Linked DNA regions of Sus scrofa: region 2 is linked to region 1. A link is a contact called in public HiChIP or PLAC-seq data. All regions are on one chromosome and are shown on one strand. The core of a region is the stretch at or near the end of the contact, and the rest is flanking DNA. Distances in the headings are between cores, read along the strand shown. Region 1 holds the start of SIK2 (serine/threonine-protein kinase SIK2). Region 2 overlaps SIK2 (serine/threonine-protein kinase SIK2).

Region 1 (3,008 bases), core at 297-2,796:
ATTAAGCAAAACTTCTACGAACCAGAGCTACAAAAAACTCGTTTTCAAATGTCCTTCAGCTTACACAGCTATTCTGAAAAAGAAACCCTACCTAATTCCATATTCAAACTCTAGTATATTCGCACTAATAAGGGGGAACACTGAATAGGATGAAAACTAGAAGGGAAAAAAACCAAAAACTGAAAAAGGATGAAACTCCAGAACAACTACGATGAGGCAGAGTGGAGTACGTCAAAAATACAAGGTTTTATTCTAAAGAATGGTTTTGTTTCCACCGTTTTTCTAAAGTATTTAATTTGCACATCTTAAAATAGAGACCCTGAGGAGAGCAGCTTGAGGCGGTGAAAGGAAGGGGGGCGGGTTAGGTAAGAACAGAGACTTGCGAGAAAATATGTGCGGTGCATTAGAATGTGCAATGGAGGGGGGATGCTGGCTTCACCGTCAGGAAGCAATCCAGGGCTTTATGAGTAGAGAGGCAGAATCTGATGTGGCTTAAGGACCGCGAATTCACAGCCAGAACACACACCTGGGAAAGGGATAACCTAGGATGAGAAAGACCAACCTATCAACTGTGCAAAGGCAGAGATGACCGTTTCAACCAGCTCTATTGTCTGGAGTATTAGATGGAAATGCCTCGGGCGAGGGATCAAGCTAGCCTGACATCAAATCAGAGACTGTCGGGCAAAAGGAGGGAGAGAAGATGGGCAGTGGCCGTCCCGGCATTCCCGGCCACCGGCCCCCTTTTTCGCGCGGCCCCGGGAGGGGCGCCGCGGTCACAGGGGCCGCGCGGAGCCCCGTCCCGGGAGTCCGAGCGCAGGCGGTCCCCTCTTCGGGGCTGGCGACGTCTCTCTCCGCGCAGCACGGGAGCACAGAGACTTCCCCTCCCACCCCACCCCCAGCTGAAAGCAGGGAAGACGCGGAACTTGGGCTCCAGAGCGGAGGCCACAGACCAGGTCACGGCCCGGGTGGGAGGCCCTGGAAGAAATTCCGTGTGGCCACCGGGGGTGGCCTAGGGAAGGCAAAGCCCCGGCTGGTGGGGGTTCCAAGCGGACGACACTCGGGTCCTGGTGACCCGGCCCCGGTCCCTGCGGCGCTCACCGACCCCTGGACCTCCTGGGTCCTCACACTCCCAGGCCCTCTCGCCTCAGCTAGTGACCCGGCCTCTCGAAGCTCCCCAGCCCCCCGCTGCAGCCCCCCTCTCGGTCAGCAGCTCCTCTCTCGAACCCTCGCCTCGGACGCTCCCGCCGAGCCCCGGGCCGCACCTCCGTCCTGGTGATCCGGTGCCGCCCCAGCTTCACCACGGCGAAGTTGCCCTTGCCCAGCGTGCCCTCGATTTCGTAGAACCCCACCCGGACCGGCCCGCGCTGCAAGTGCCTCGGGCCATCCGCCATGACCATGCTGGGCCCCGCTGCTAGACACGGCGGACTGGAGCGCAGGCTGGCGGGCGGCGGGCTGGCGGAGCGGCTCCACTCGGGCGACGGCCGCTCGGCTCGCTCCTTGCTCAGTCCCTCCCGCTCAGCAGGGCCCAGCCAGGCGCGCGCCGCCGCTGACGTGCGCCGACGTCAGGGGGCCGGGGCAGAGGGGCGGGGGCGGGACCGGGCCTCGATTGGTCACCATGGCGACCGGAGCACCGCCGACGTCGGCGGCGGGCGGCAGGCAGCAGGGTGGTAGGGCAGATGGGCGGGGCCTGGACGGCGCGTTCCTTCCGGGCTCCGGCGCCCTCCGCCGCCTCGCCGCTGCCGGGGGCGGGGTCGCCTCCCGGCCCGCCCAGTTACTTGGCCACCCAGCCGAAGGGCAAGAGCGAGCTCTGGTGGGCGGAGTGGAGGGCTGCAGCGACCTGAGCCGGGCCGGGGTCTTCTTCCGTTGCCGCGGCGTTCTCCACCCACCCGGAGACCTTCCCGCCAAAACCTCTCACCTATGACTACTTTGTGTCCTAAATTTGGCACGGGCAAAGAACTGTGGCTGAGCAATGCATTGCTCACAGGCTCCTTTCTTTTATATCCTTTTCTCATCTGTTTCTATATAAATCCCTCCAAATTTGATGTCTCTGGGGAATCATTCTGACAGCAGCGCGATGCTTATAGATTCACAGAATGTCAGCGTTGAAGAGACCTTGAAGATCACCTAATCCAGGGATTTGGAGCCCGAACCCCTAAAAATATGTCCAAATTTTTGCCTCTTCCAGCTTTGGGAAGATGGGCGATAGCTGTTATTAGATTCCCAAACGTGTTGGTGACCTCGAAAAGGTAAAGAAATACTTTCTAATCCAATTTTTTTTTCAGGTGAGAAATCAACCCCCAGGGAATGAGGGAATTGCCAAAGTCACAAGGTAATACTAGAGTTAGGGTTGCAAATTACCACACCAGTCTTCCATATGGTGATCCAAGGAAACAGGTACAGCATTATTTCCAGACAAGGAGAGGGAAAGTATAAAATGCCCTTGAAAGGTCTTATGCCAGAAAGCAAGATTTTCAAAGAAAGGTAAGGACATGTCAGAAGGAAATCGGATCTAGTTTGAAGTTAACAATCTGGGATAATTTGAGCATCACGAAGGAATAATGGAAATGGGTTTATAACACAATGAATTTTTAAAAAGACTCCATGAGTGCTTACTTATTCTTACAATGTTAAATAAATATACGGGGGAAAAAATGACAGTTCTTCCTGATGGTGGAATGTCAACTAATACACATAGAAGAAATGATGAAATTTCCATTCTATGGAAATCACCATTTTGCAGCCATTCTATGGAAATCACTATTTCGCAACCATTATAGTAATAATTGATTCAGATAGAATTGTCGATAGATGTTGAAATCATTTAGTATGCTAGGGAATGGGATATTTCTAGTCTCAAACTATCCTCAAATTTCTTACTCATTATAAAAGGATAAAAACAGTACTTTCACAGAAGAAAAATGTGACAGATACCACTGTAACCAAATGATCAAAGTTAATGTCACCAATTATGGGATAAAATGACATGTGAGGTACTGAGAAGGATACAC
Region 2 (3,075 bases), core at 198-2,697, 120 kb before region 1:
GGCAGCTGGTGGTCCAGGGAATCCTGCTGCATTGGTGGACTGGGACATTGTGTTAGTCGAATGGCTGGAGGCCCACAGCAAGCTCTCCGCTTGGCCTGGCCTGGTTTGGGGTTTGGCCTCAGTGATTTGTGGGGAACCTGCGTTGGAACAGGTATGCCAGTGATGGCTAGTATCTGAGGTGAGGGTCCAACCTCTTCACTTTTAAGTCAAGCCCAAGGGACACTGTCTCCTGAGGGACACTGCAGAGTATGAGCCCTGTGCAACGGTCTGTCCGTCCACTTGGCCTTGTCGGTTTTTTGAAGTGACATCACTAGGGCCAGAATGAGCTGGGCAGAGCAGCTGTTGCCTGTGCAGGTGACATTTATCTTGTAGCTGTGTGGCACTCAGGATTTAGCGCACAAAGCCCAGAACTCCCTCCCATGGTGCCCTGGGGCTGCGGGCAGAGCAGGGAGAGTGCTCTCTCCCTCATCCCGGTCCACCCAGGGAGATGGCAGGTGGAGATGCTGATGCTTGGGGTGGAAACCTCCAACCCCACGAATGGGCCTTAGGGGGTTCAGGAACCACCTCCTCCCCTGGGATTACCTGTTTAAAGCTGTATATCCGTGTACACATTTCCTAGGAAGAGGATCCAAAGCTTTTATCAGCATGTCAGAGGGATCTGAGCAACCTCAATTTCAGGGCTAGGGAGGTAGAAAGGAGCAGATGGCCCACAACTAGCGGTGATGGAGGCGGGCTCTGGTGAGTGGCACTGCGGACGCCGAGTTGCTTTGGAAGTGTGGGTGCTGCTGACAAGCTCTAGACCCCAGGTCACCCTTGCCCCATTCTCCACCCTACGCTAAGCCTTTGGCTCCCAAAGGCCACTGGACCAAAGGTTATTCTGGAGAATGTGAAGGTCAAGGGCTTGACTGGCTGCTAAACTTCTGTCCAGTTTCTGCTGGCAGGTCTGTTATTTTTGCCTGCACCTTGGACACTAGAGTTGTTTTTGGCAACAGAAAATCCAAATGATGGAGAAATTTGGTGGGAAAGGGGAAAAGTTTGCAAAACAGCATTATTGCAATTGAGTGCTTTTCCTTAAAAAAAAAAAAAAAAAAAAAAAAGGCAGTTGAAACACAGTGTTGCTGAGTTCTTTGATAGCGCAACAGAGATAATGGCAGTTGGGGGACAGGCCTGGAAGGGGTGCCGGGGCAGCGGGACGAGCGGGTGGAGCGCGCTGCCCTCTCCCTGCCCGTGGCCGTCACTGCCAGGCCAGGCTGCCCCTCCCGCCCTGGCCGGCAGGTGGTCCCTCGGTTTGGGAGCAGTCTCCGGGCTCAACTGGAATGGTCTGACGGAAGCCAAAGCTTAAACTTGCTGCCAGAAAGTAGGATTTAATACTGCCCTTTCACTCAGGGTCTGGCACCCAAACAATTGTCAATGTGTGAGCGCGGCGCTGCAGGCCTCAGCAAACGGGCTCCCCGGCACCCGAGGGCCCTGGGCTGCTTCCTGTCCCCAGGAGGGGGCCAGAGTGTGTGTGTGGGGGGTTGCATGTGTGCTGAAGCCCTGTGAGCCTTTTGCAGAGGTGTGCCATTGTCAGGGCCGGGATCTTGCTGGTCCCGTTCCCACCCGGTGCTGTGCTGTGCCGTGCCACTTGCTGGTCGTTGGGGAGCCCCCCAGGCCAGGCGCGGCCAGGCGCGGCCAGGCGCGCAGGCTGCGGCCAGTGGCGCTTCCGTCAGCGTCAGCGCTCTGCAGCAGCTCCCCGTCCGGGTGATTTCAGAGCAAGGTATTATTTACCCTGCTGACGTCAATGAGAACATATTATCCACTGTCCTTTTCTGCAGCTGAAATGAGCACCAGAGCTCAGGGAACACAGCCACCTTCCATACTTTTCAAAATTCCACCCGAGGCCCTATCTCACCCGCCTGACACTGACATTCATCTCACCCAGGCTCTTAGAAAACAAGTTGTTTTTATTTTAATTCAAGAGGGTTGGAAACGTAAAAACAGTACATTTTCCTTGCAGAAAATTACCCTATTTAAATTACCGTCTGATACAAAGATCATTTATTAAACTGCATTTTAGGCAATTTACTAACATTGAGTGACAGGTTACATTTTGATGTCTTTTTCACATTGGAGCTATTACGATTTGTACTCAATATACCAAAGCTATTGAACTCACCATTTTTTCTTAGTAATTAAAAAAAAAAAGCACACAGAAAAAAATAACTGCAATTAATTTTATCAAAAGTAACTCTTTCACAAACCGAACATCCAGCAGAGACCACCCTCCTCCCTTCAGAAATAAGCAAATAATCTTGCCCTTTCTACAAAGTGCAAATCTCTCTGTATCACTTTTATGTCCTAAATTGCAGTTCCCAAAGAGAAGCCAACCTCCTTTTCTGTCTGGTTCTTTCCCCCCCTCAGAGATCTTGGTGGAGGCCGATTCCTTTCAGCGTCACTGGTGGGACGGTATCACCACGTGCATTTCCTTGGTTGAGCAAATCCTGAACAGATAGGCATCACACAGCCAGTGGCAAGTCCCAGTTATCTGTGTTTGCTAACGTAACACTATTCCGATCTGGGGTCATATTTTTCCAGGATGTTATTTTGTACTTCTATTTTTAAAGCTCCTCCCTACCCACCCACTTTGCCTCTGAAAAGACAAAAGTATGCAATCGAAGTGTTTGTGTGTGTTTTTTAACCCGAAAAAAAGTGCCTGATCAGGTGCCCACTTCTCCCTGGTGGGCCTTAACTGTAAAGACACTTTACACCCCTCTCCAGGAATGAGCTGAGTTCCCAATTCTTCCCCTAGCCGCCCGCCCCCCGCCCCGCCCCGTGGTTGTGTCTGTTGGCCTGCAGTGGTGGCCAGAGCAATATAATTTGGCCCCTTGGCAATCAGGTGTGTTCTTGTAGCACTTACTTCTGTAGGAAATAACTGCACTGGGTAACGTGCAGAAACGAGTCCTCTTCGATATGAACCCAAGCCTTGGGTCAACTGGAGCCTAGAAGAATGGCCATCTGAGCTGCCCCTTTAGTCTCATGCACGCAGGGTCGCCTGAAAACTGCAGCTGTTACCTGGAGGCCACCTCTTCCCCCCAA

What was found. HiChIP or PLAC-seq counts read pairs in DNA pulled down with a chosen protein or histone mark.
Region 2: a contact with region 1 is called in an H3K27ac HiChIP or PLAC-seq map of skeletal muscle. The contact joins the enhancer-like site here to the promoter of SIK2 in region 1. A contact is called at or near these places in 1 of 5 promoter capture datasets (fetal liver), 6 of 47 Hi-C or Micro-C datasets (embryonic fibroblasts, epiblast stem cells, heart right ventricle and 2 more) and 2 of 2 datasets of contacts at active chromatin or transcription factors (alveolar macrophages and skeletal muscle).

What each region holds. Positions count from the first base shown.
Region 1 is chr9:39,367,093-39,370,100 of Sscrofa11.1, reverse strand. It overlaps SIK2 (serine/threonine-protein kinase SIK2), which reads right to left and starts at 1,546. Exons shown (of 15, transcript XM_021062772.1): 1 at 1,263-1,546. The coding sequence starts at 1,397.
Region 2 is chr9:39,482,368-39,485,442 of Sscrofa11.1, reverse strand. SIK2 (serine/threonine-protein kinase SIK2) reads right to left here. Exons shown (of 15, transcript XM_021062772.1): 15 at 1,924-3,075. The region is part of intron 15 of PPP2R1B (serine/threonine-protein phosphatase 2A 65 kDa regulatory subunit A beta isoform); the gene reads left to right. Among named protein-coding and RNA genes, the nearest start is that of PPP2R1B, 34 kb to the left of the region's middle. Within about 2 kb of position 1,447, at least 13 of the 83 cell types and tissues checked have an H3K27ac peak or open chromatin away from gene starts, as enhancers often do. A contact at or near this core is called in fetal liver, liver and skeletal muscle, where this site is marked.